2 separate regions of the Pan troglodytes genome follow, and region 1 is linked to region 2. The links are chromatin contacts, called in public Hi-C maps. All regions are on one chromosome and are shown on one strand. Each heading gives the region's core, a stretch centred on a gene start, on an enhancer-like site or on the middle of the called end of the contact. The rest is flanking DNA. Distances are from core to core; before and after follow the strand shown. Region 1 holds the start of RFESD (Rieske Fe-S domain containing). Region 2 has its middle 12 kb from the start of GLRX.

The links. Hi-C and Micro-C count contacts between places; a contact is called where the count stands out from the background.
Region 1: a contact with region 2 is called in a Hi-C map of a lymphoblastoid cell line, with 2.5 times the contacts expected there. The contact joins the promoter of RFESD here to the enhancer-like site in region 2. A contact is called at or near these places in 5 of 7 Hi-C or Micro-C datasets (blood, induced pluripotent stem cells, a lymphoblastoid cell line and 1 more), 1 of 1 datasets of contacts at active chromatin or transcription factors (stem cell-derived excitatory neurons) and 1 of 1 other capture datasets (stem cell-derived neural stem cells).

The regions. Positions count from the first base shown.
Region 1 is chr4:20,467,988-20,473,190 of NHGRI_mPanTro3-v2.0_pri, forward strand. It overlaps RFESD (Rieske Fe-S domain containing), which reads right to left and starts at 2,004. Exons shown (of 6, transcript NM_001280361.1): 1 at 1,507-2,004.
Region 2 is chr4:20,278,110-20,283,156 of NHGRI_mPanTro3-v2.0_pri, forward strand. No RefSeq gene overlaps it. Among named protein-coding and RNA genes, the nearest start is that of GLRX, 12 kb to the right of the region's middle. Within about 2 kb of position 1,657, at least 4 of the 24 cell types and tissues checked have an H3K27ac peak or open chromatin away from gene starts, as enhancers often do. A contact at or near this core is called in induced pluripotent stem cells, a lymphoblastoid cell line and stem cell-derived neural stem cells, where this site is marked.

The sequences.
Region 1 (5,203 bases), core at 754-3,253, 190 kb after region 2:
CTGCTAGTGATAACATAAATTAGTGCTACCACAATTTGGCATTACCTAGTAAAGTGAAACATAATAATAGTCCCACTTTGGGTATATGCCACAGAAATGCGCACAGGTACACCAGGAAACATACACAAGAATAGTTATAACAGCAAAAAACAAAAACAACACAAAACCCATCAACAGAATGGAAAATGTGTATGTTCATTCAATGGAATGCTGTACAGCAGTGAAAAATGTATCTCTACATCAAGTTGGCTTAATTTCAAAAAACCTAATTGCAAGTGAAAAATTTAAAAAGGAATTCAGAGTATGTTTCCGTTTTTATCACAAAAGTGGCAAAACCAAACAGTATATTATTCATGGATATATGTACTATAGGGTAAATATATCAAGAAAAGCAAGGGGATAATAAACATTTCTTAAATGTCTAAAAATATTTACTTTTTTCTTATAATTAAAATTATTCTTTTCAAGATTTAAGTTGTATCCTAATGTATATTTATGTAGCAAATGACCCCAAACCCAAGAAAAACGGAACAAAATTGCCCTTTCTATCCTCAGAGAATGTGCCTGTGCATAGGTCATGAATTAACTATTTGAGAATTTTGTACAGCTAATTTCAAAACTTGGCACCAAAGGAGGAAATAAATGAATAGTTGTTTTCCTCCAGGCCAAAAAAAAAAAAAAAAAAAAAGCACTACTATCAAAAAGTAACGAAATACAAGAGATGTAGTATAATATCAAAAGTTAATTATGTTTTCCCAACTCCCAAATAAATGAGAACCAAATACAGGTCTTTCTCAAATTTGAGTCACTACAAACTTACAGTTTTTGCAAGGTTTGCCTCCAACCCGACAAACTGGTGAACTTTTACGGGACTGATAAAAAAGGAGCAGAGAAAACTGGGGCTAAATGATAAAGGTTTCAGAGCACTATGATTATGGCTGTGCATTTTGCTTAGAAAAGTATAATTTTATATGTCAAATAATAGTTTCCTCTATGTGTCTTAAATGGTACTATTTATACTATTTGATGACTTTTTACATTTAACACCCATATTATTCTTACTATTGTGAATATCATGATCCATTCACACAATAGGGAAAGCCCACGTGTTCACCTTAATTATCGTTATTTTGATGAACTATTCATAAACTCCCAATATATTTCGATTTTAAGTCTACTTTAAGATAGTAGAATCTTAACTGAATGAAACAGAAAATTAAACAACTCATACAGTTTGGGGGCTAGATGAAAACATCCCCCTGAAAAACTTAGTCGTTGTGTTTCATGTTCTCTTCGAGAAAAATTTTTGGCCTGTCCCTAAAATTGGTTTCTAAAGGTGCTAACTCCATATAAAATTACAAATTAGCTAAATGGATACTCGGTCACTATTAGATTCCTTTCCAACAAAGGAAATAAATTCAAGTGGAATTAAAAACAATATTTAGTGTAACTCAAATTTCCACAAGACACGGGAGATAAAAGAAACATGAAGTGAAACGTACTTACTTGTCACTCGTCTTGAATCATGACTAAGATGCTTTTACCAAGTGTGGAAACTTTGCCTACACATTATCAGAATGCTTATCTCAAGTATGACACCCTTGCTTTTACATGCAGGGAAGAGAAATGCCTTAGAGAGTAGTTTTTGTATCTCTCTGAATGGCAGAATAATAACACATAAAACTAGCTGTCCTTCAGTAAATGCCTACTGCTCGGACCCTTTGAATATAATAGTTCATTAGTCTTCACAAAACCGCCAACGGGTGGGCATTAGTTTTATTCAGGTAGCACCCACGTTTTTATAAAAACATGAGGCTTGCAAGTAAACTATCCTGAAGACACAGAAACCTTTTAGCAAAGCAAATATGTATATTGGTGATATATATAGTATTGATATTTATATTTGTCACCAAAGATGGTCCTGAATTAAAAAAAAAAAAAAGGAACGCTAATGTGCAACAGCTATGTTCACGAATGTTTACAATTGAACGCTTGCCCAATAATTTTATATAAAGTCACAGAGCTGCTCTGGAAATCAGCACCACCGTATGATGTTGAACTGTGATCATGAGTGAGCCAGACCTGGGTTTGCATCCCAGTTCTGCGTGATTTGGGGCAAGTTGCTTAACTTCGCTGTGCTGCAGTTTCTTTTACTTTAAGAAGGGCCCGCCACATAGGGGTGTGGGTAAAGCACATAAATGCTTTAACACATGTCAAATGTTTAGAGCAGGCCTAACCGCAGAAAACGCTCACAGCGCGTTAGCTGGCACCTCTAAGGTCCATCCAGCTCTGGCAGTTATCCTGCCTAACTTCAAGTTGTGTTTAACATTTCGGTAAAGACCGCCTGCAGTTCTGAGACTGCACGTGGCTGTCCAGGTGCTGCAAATTCTCGACACAGACTCCAGGAGGCGAGTATCTCCAGGACGGCCGGGGCTGCGGAAGCCCTGGAGCAGCTTCTATACTTTAGAGCTTTCATGGCACAAATGCCATGAAAGCTTGTTAAAAACGACCCGCGTACCCCCCTTAGGTGGCAGGTCTCAGGTGTGGCCCAAGTTTCAAGGTGAACAAGCTCGGTGGGTCTCCTGTGCCTGGGCGGAAGCCCGCCTTGGCGGGTTAACCGTTAACTAACGCTGAACCGAAACCCAAGAGGGCCTCAGGCCCCGCAGCGGCGCGGCCACAGCCGGAATGAGGAGTCCACGCCCGCAGCCCAGCCGGAAGCAGCTGGTCCCGCCAGCCCGCCCCCTGCGCGGCGAGAACAGAACTTACTGTCCCCGAGTCCTCGCTCCGCCTCCACGTGACGCTACTGCACGAGCCAGAGCTCCAGACATGCGCGGCGCCTCGACGGGGGGGCGGGGCGAGGCCGTCCACGTGACCCAAGAATGCCCGCCCCCGGGACCGCCTCTATGGCATTGCCGGCAGATGACCCTGGTTGATAGAGATCTCTGGCCAACAGCGCCGCGCCAGCACCTTCAAACTGGCAGGCATACTCGTGTGCTTGACAAATGTGGATAGCATCAGTTTACTTTTTAGTTGTTTGTTGATCTCATTACATTTATTCAAATTTTAGATGCGCCCAACGACTTCATTCAGTTATTTACCCTATAAAAATATTTGCAGAAGGTCGTCGCGATGCTGGTAACCCATGTATAAGGATGTTAAGGCCGGGCGCGGTGGTTCACGCCTGTAATCCCAGTACTTTGGGAGGCCGAGGCGGGCGAATCACCTGAGGTCGGGAGTTTGAGACCAGCCTGACCAACATGGAGAAACCCCATGTCTACTAAAAATACAAAATTAGCCGGGCGTGGTGGCCCAGGCCTGTAATCGCAGGTACTCAGGAGGCTGAGGCAGGAGAATCGCTTTGAATCCAGGAGGCAGAGGTTGCGGTGAGCCGAGATCGCGCCGTTGCACTCCAGCCTGGACAACACGAGCGAAACTCCATCTCAAAAAAAAAAAAATGTTTATTGCTGTGAAGTAGTGAAAATAGCTGAAGTGATAACACGGAGGAATGGTTCAATAAAACACAGCACAACAGTACAGACATGTGAATTACTTCGTAGCTGTGTACTGTATACTCAAAGGACAGGTCCATCATGTAATGAATATTGAAGGCAAAGCGTAGAATACTATATATGGTGTCCTCTCTTTAATGTAAACAAAAATTATTTTTTGAAATACAAACATGCAGGTATGTACATAAACTTTTTCTCGAAAAATCAAAAGAAACAATAGTGGTTGCTTTGGGAGGAGATGGAGAGTTTTCACTTTCATATTATGAACTTTGCAATTTTGCTTTTTTCTCATTGTACTTCCCTGAATTGACAATAACAACAACAAAGAAAACCACCAAAACCCTCATATTTGTGTTCCGAGCTGGGAAACTAGATGAGCCTAAGTTTTTAATTTCCTTGACTACTTTCCAATGCAGTGATTCTTAACCCTGGCTATGCCTTAGAGTCGCTTGGGAGTTTTGAAAAGTCGTAATGCCCAGTCTGTATGCCAGACCAACAAAATAAAACACAGATTATTTGGGGTGGGGAGGGAGTGGGCAGATTCAATGTATGTTTTTAACTTCCTGAGTGATTCCAGTGTGAACCCAAGGTTGAACACTACAACTTGTATTTAGTATGGTGACATAGTGATCTCAGGCTCTAGGGTGGCCGAATGAACTGGGGCAGCCGAAACCCAGGAACTTTGTCCATTTACCTCAGTGTGCTATATAAATGCCATTTTTTAAATGAGCCTCAACATGTAAGAAGTTGAATAGCTCAGAATAATTTGCTTCCAGTGCTAGTTTCTTCTGTTTTTTTTCTCTTCAGTACAGTTTTATGGTGATCAATAATATTTTATTGGGTCATTTCCCTTTTGGCCATTTTTTTCACTGACCCAAACACAAATTAACTATCTAGTTTTGATGTATCAGTTATCAAAGATATAAAATATATTTTGATTTATTGTAATTTCCATTATCTGTTGGTCATCCCAAATGATTTTATTGGCACATGGAAGGTGTTAGTAGTCCCCAGCTTGTCATCGAAGGATTAAATAAGGTTTGCCATTTTAGAAATCCTTTTTTGCTTTGTCATATTCTGGGCATTAAAAAAGGACACATCTTAGATCCATCGACCTTAAATTTGATATTGAATAAACTGAAGACCTCAGTAGTTATACATGCATATACACACAAGTAGGATGAAAGAAGAGAAACTTTCTTTTATCTCTACCAAAAGTATTCATATGGTTAGTCATGTGATGTTTGGAAAGCTATAATGGAGGTCAGAATAAACTACCCTTCTCCACTTCCCAAGTGCACACACACACAAATGCACAAAACCATTCACACACAGGCATGCACATTAGGTAACAGCAAGAACCCATCCAGTCTATTTGGAAGTCATTATTGTTCAGAATAAAGTTCATGATTTCTACTGTTATTTTGCCTTTTTTTTTTTTTTTTTTTAAATAGAACAATGTTAGCAATGCTACCACTAAGTTTCACCTGTGGCCATCTTAGTGCAGGTACTACCTTTTCTTTCCTTCCTTCATTTGTTCTTTTAGCCTTTCCTTTTCCGCGCTTCTAACTTTGGCCTATTAGTGACACCTAGTGGTTCCTGTGGCCAGCTTTCCCCCTGATTTTGGCTCTCAATATCTTCATGTATGGTTTCAACTGAAAGTTGTGAGCCTAGTCCCTCTGCCGTGAGCATCA
Region 2 (5,047 bases), core at 407-2,906:
CAAAACTTTCTGGTGATGTGGGTCAATAGTTATTATTAGCTCAGAGTTTTACCTTTCAGTTTCAGCTTTAGTTTTACCTGAAGCCCTTTTGACAAGTCATTCCAAGTGACAGTTCCATCGACACATGAGCCCAGAGATTGTTTCTGGGTGGGACAAACTGTCCTTTCGAATTAGAGATGCTCTATCCCTAAGTGATTCATTTTCTTTGAGCATCTCAGCTCATGTTTAATTTCTTTGCAAGTAGGTGTGTGAATACAGCTCTTACTTCTGTATAAGGCAGGTGTATACCCATACACCTGATATTAATAAACTATTGATTTCATGTTTTGTTGCATTGCTAAATTGACAGCCCAGGCAATTTGTTTTCCTCCAGAAGTACTGCCTCCCTAATTAAATAGACCTCATTTAATTGTGGGGTCATGTTAACCAAAATTATATTTCCCAAAACCTTGAAAGTATTTTTTAAAAAACTTTTATTTTTTGTTTCAGCATTCGACATTGCTACACAAATTGAGTCATGCAGCCCAGCAGCCACCGAGTGCCTACTGAATTTCCTGTCACCCAGAGCCTGAATTTCCTGGGGCATAACGTTTTAAAAATATTATTGTTTTTTTAAACCCTGGCACTGAACCAGTTTTTATTCTTCATCTTGACTTAATGCCTCTCCATTCTCTTCTCTCATCTTCTTCTCCTGGCTCCACTCACCTCCTCTGTAGCCAGGAGCCCACAGTTGGCTATTTCGGCCGTGTGTCCAGAGTCTGGAATCCCTCGTCCCCTTGGGCTTCCACTGTGGCCAGTTAGCTTGCCCATCCTCAGCCTCGGCACCCTCCTTGTTTGTCCCCTCCCTTCCCGGTGCACCCTCCAAAGGTGCACCCCTCTTCTCTGAGGTCAGCCCCACTGCCTGGCCCTCTGTCCCCTCCTCCAGTGCTGTTGGTGACTTTGCTCCATCAAGCATCGTCTTTCTCTCTCTCTGTCTCTCTCTCTCATATTTTCCCCCTTCAACTAGTTGCTTCCTCTGCAAAAGGAAAAAAATAAAACAAACATAGTCGAGGTTCCCTTAAATGAAAGATGCTTTTTCTCAATCCTGCTATTCCCTCAAGCTGTTATTGTATCTCATACCCTTCTGCCACAGTTCTTTAAAGTCTAGTCCAAACGGGTTTCTCCACCTCCCTACATCCCAGTACCTACTTTAAATAAATAAAAAGATTAAACATACAAGTGAAAGTGCATATGGTAAATATTCAATGAAGAAAGATGGAAAATAAAAAGCCCCTTCCCCATCTGACTGATGGGGAAATTATTAATTAATTAATTGAGTCATCAGTCCCGTTTTAGAAAAAATAATATATATTGATTTTATATATTGTATTGTGTATATGTATAACATATATATATTGTACACATACCCACACCTGCAAATATATATGTAATCTTCTAAATTTTACACATATGGAATCATACGGTTGTCTGACCTTTTTAAAAAAATTTGATAACATATCCTAGCACAAGAATCCAAAAATAGGGGTTGCCCCTGGTGAGAGGATCTGAACTGTTGAGGGATGAGGTAAAAGTGCAACTTCCTGGAGGCGGCGGCGAGGCAGTCACTGGGCCGGGGTCCTGGGCCGCCGCGCTGCGCTCTCTGGCGGCTCCTCACAGCTCTGCTCCAGGCTCCCGTGCAGGCAGCAGTGGGACATGGCGAACTTGGGCTGCAGGGACGTCCCGGGCCCGGATGAGGACATTTTTCTGTACTTCGCCTACGGTAGCAACCGGCTGACGAGAGTATCCACCTCCGAAACCCCTCGGCGGCGGGCTTCTGTGTGGCCCGCATGCAGATCGAGACCGTCCTGGCCAACATGGTGAAACCCCGTCTCTACTAAACACAAAACAGCTGGGCGTGGTGGCGGGCGCCTGTAGTCCCAGCCACCCAGGAGGCTGAGGCAGGAGAATTGCTTGAACCCGGAAGGCGGAGCTTGCAGTGAGCCGAAATTGCGCCACTGCACTCCAGCCTGGCGACAGAGCGAGACTCCGTCTCAAAAAAAAAAAAAAAAAAAAAAAGGAACATATGTTGTAATAGAAGTTAAAGTTTCAACTCAAGAAGGAAGAGAAATAACCTGTCAAAGATATCTGATGACAAATTATGAAAGTGCTCCTCCGTCTTCACAGTATAAAAAGATAATTTGCATGGGTGCAAAAATAAAAATGGTTTGCCACTGGAGTATCAAGAGAAGTTAAAAGCAATAGAACCAAATGATTATACAGGAAAGGTCTCAGAAGAAATTGAAGACATCATCAAAAAGGGAGAAACACAAACTCTTTAGAACATAACAGAATATATCTAAGGATATTCTATGTGCTAATATAAAATATTGTTAACACTTGAGAACAGGGATCTGGAGGATCTCCATGTTTGATCCATTTTCAACAGTGCTCTGAAGGAATATCTCACTTGGGTGACTCCTTGTTTTCAGACTGTAAAAATAGACCGGGTTAGGAGTTAGACAGTTTAAAAGGGGGATATGGGCCCTAAAGTGTGTGACGAATGTGAGTACTCCTTCTGTAAACACTGAAAGCTCTTCTCTTGACTTGATCTTAAGTGTCTCCTTGCTTTGGTAAAGGATAGATTTGTAGCTCGCTTGATGATGGTGCTGGTGAATTGCTCTGCTCTGAGATTTTTAAAAATCAGATTAATGAGAGTAATCTGCAGATAATTGATAATAACGTTTTGAAAACTGGAAAGATGGTATACTGTTTTTAGAGGAATAAACGTATTTGTGGTTTTAAAAAAAAGAGCAACTTCCTTTGCACTGTATACCCTTTTGTATTATTAGGATTTTATACTGTGTTTATATGTTGCCTATTTAATAAATCACTTAAAGTTATATATCTTGAATATCTTTCCATATTAGCATGTACAGACAGAACTCATGATTTTGTGGATACGGGCAGACTATCTCTGGAAGGATACAGAAGAAATGAGGAAAAGCCTCTTGAGGAATGACTTGCAGACTGACCCCAGGTCAGGTATACTTCCGGCATACCTTTTGTGCTGGTTTTTGTTTGCTTGTTATCACATACAAATATTACACAAAATAGGCTTCAAAAGAACTAGTTATATAGATGTACCATGATTTGTATAATTAGTTCCTTATTCATGGATATTTAGGCCATTCTGAAGTTTTAAAGTTACTATTATTATTATCATTATTACAAACAGCGTCACAGGGAGAATCCTGTACATATATCTGTAATACCGTGGTGATGTTTCTTCTCTCCCTGTCCCACACCCCTTTTCTCTGTTATTATCTGTACACAGATCTCGTGATGGCGCTTTCTGACTACTCATCCTTGAATGAAGTGATTTTTCCTTTGCAGGCAGTCTGGTGGGGAAGGCCAGGGTCAGGTTCCACTTTCTGGAATGTTCTCATGACCCAGGACGTGGTTAAGAGACTCCTTTAGGCAGAGGACAGGCAGGTGGAGGGCTGTGTGCATCCCAGTGTCTCTTCTGTCTCCTGCCACCCGGATAAGCCAATTCTAGCATGCAACTTGTCTGTGAGTATCCTCATTTATCCTCACTTCCTCTGCCCCTCAGGACCAAACCGTGTGCAGAGTAGCTTCCATCACCCCGGCACCCATTCCTTCTGGGGCAAATAATAGATATGAGTTTTGCACCTCAGTGTGAACCTGTTACCTTAAAGAGATAAATTTGGTTGATTTTTTCTGAGATATAAGGGTCCTGTCTCCATTCTTCCATCCTCCCTGTTCCCTCTCACTGCTTTGGCATGCCTTCTGCCTATTTTGTGTAATATTTGCATGTGATAACAAGCAAACAAAAACCAGCACAAAAGATATGCAGGAAGTATACCTGGCCTGGGGTCAGTCTGCAAGTCATTCTTCAAGAGGCATTTCCTCGTTTCTTCTCTATCCTTCCAGAGATAGTCGGCCCATATCACATATATGGAGCTGTGGGAAACTAACCTAAAATGTGGGGCGGTGGGGGGGGTTTAACTGATCACAACTTACAACTGTGCTCTGTCCAATCTCCCATCCCTATGAGGGAGGCAGAAATGGAGGGGTCCCATAGCTTTCTTCTCACTTTTAGCTGTTAAAAATTCTGGTCTAATCGAGTCTAAAATTACAATCATATCTATTCAAACCACCCACCCCCATCATGACCTGGGGGCACCTGCAGTGGGCAGAGGGCATATCTGTCTTTTACTCCTGTCCCTTCACTTTTTCCTCTTGGAGTAGAGAGGGATGGATCATGATCAGGTTCAATGACAGCTCCTGCCCCTCCTTTATCAAAGTTGGGGACTGGGAGAGGCAATGGAGAGGGAGGGTAACTGTTTCCTTACTGAACTTCCTATGTTATGGTTCTTTCTCTGTGAATGCTCATGGCCTCACTGGCCAACACTAACCATCTTAATAGCTGGCACCCTAAAACAGGCTCTTTGAGGCTGCCAGGTAAGTTCTTCAAAGAGGCTCTCTCACATACATGGCTTCCCCAATGTGGCAGATCAAGCTGCAGGTTGACCTCCTCCAGCCCCTTCAGCCTCTGCCTCTGTGTACACCCCACAGCCTCTTATGCTGGGCTCTCCTTGCCCAGTGATAGGAAACAAGACAACTCAAGGCTGTCACCTTCCATGTGCACTTGCCCATGGGAGACTCACATGTCCCTTTCAAGCCAGACTCTGTGATTTCTCCCAAGGCTCTTTGCCCCTGCTCAGCAGGCACAGGGCAGATCAATGCATCAACTATATCTAAGCAGCTGACCAACTGGTAAATGAGGCACCAGCCTCCTCTTCTTGCAAGTAAACTCCAATCTTTAATGATGTTTCTCTTGGGGCCCATTTCATGTGGCTTGCAGGGGGGCGTGGTGGGAAAGGAAAAACTCCAACACTCCTTACTAGGCCAACTAGGGTGGGAAGGTGGGGAGTATGTGCTGATAGCTGTAAGGTCAGTTGTTTCATCTTTAAGAAAGCCCTAGAAAGGAATTCTGGCCTGTTGTTGGTGGCTTTCTATACAAGGTGCGTTATTTATCCTTCATAAT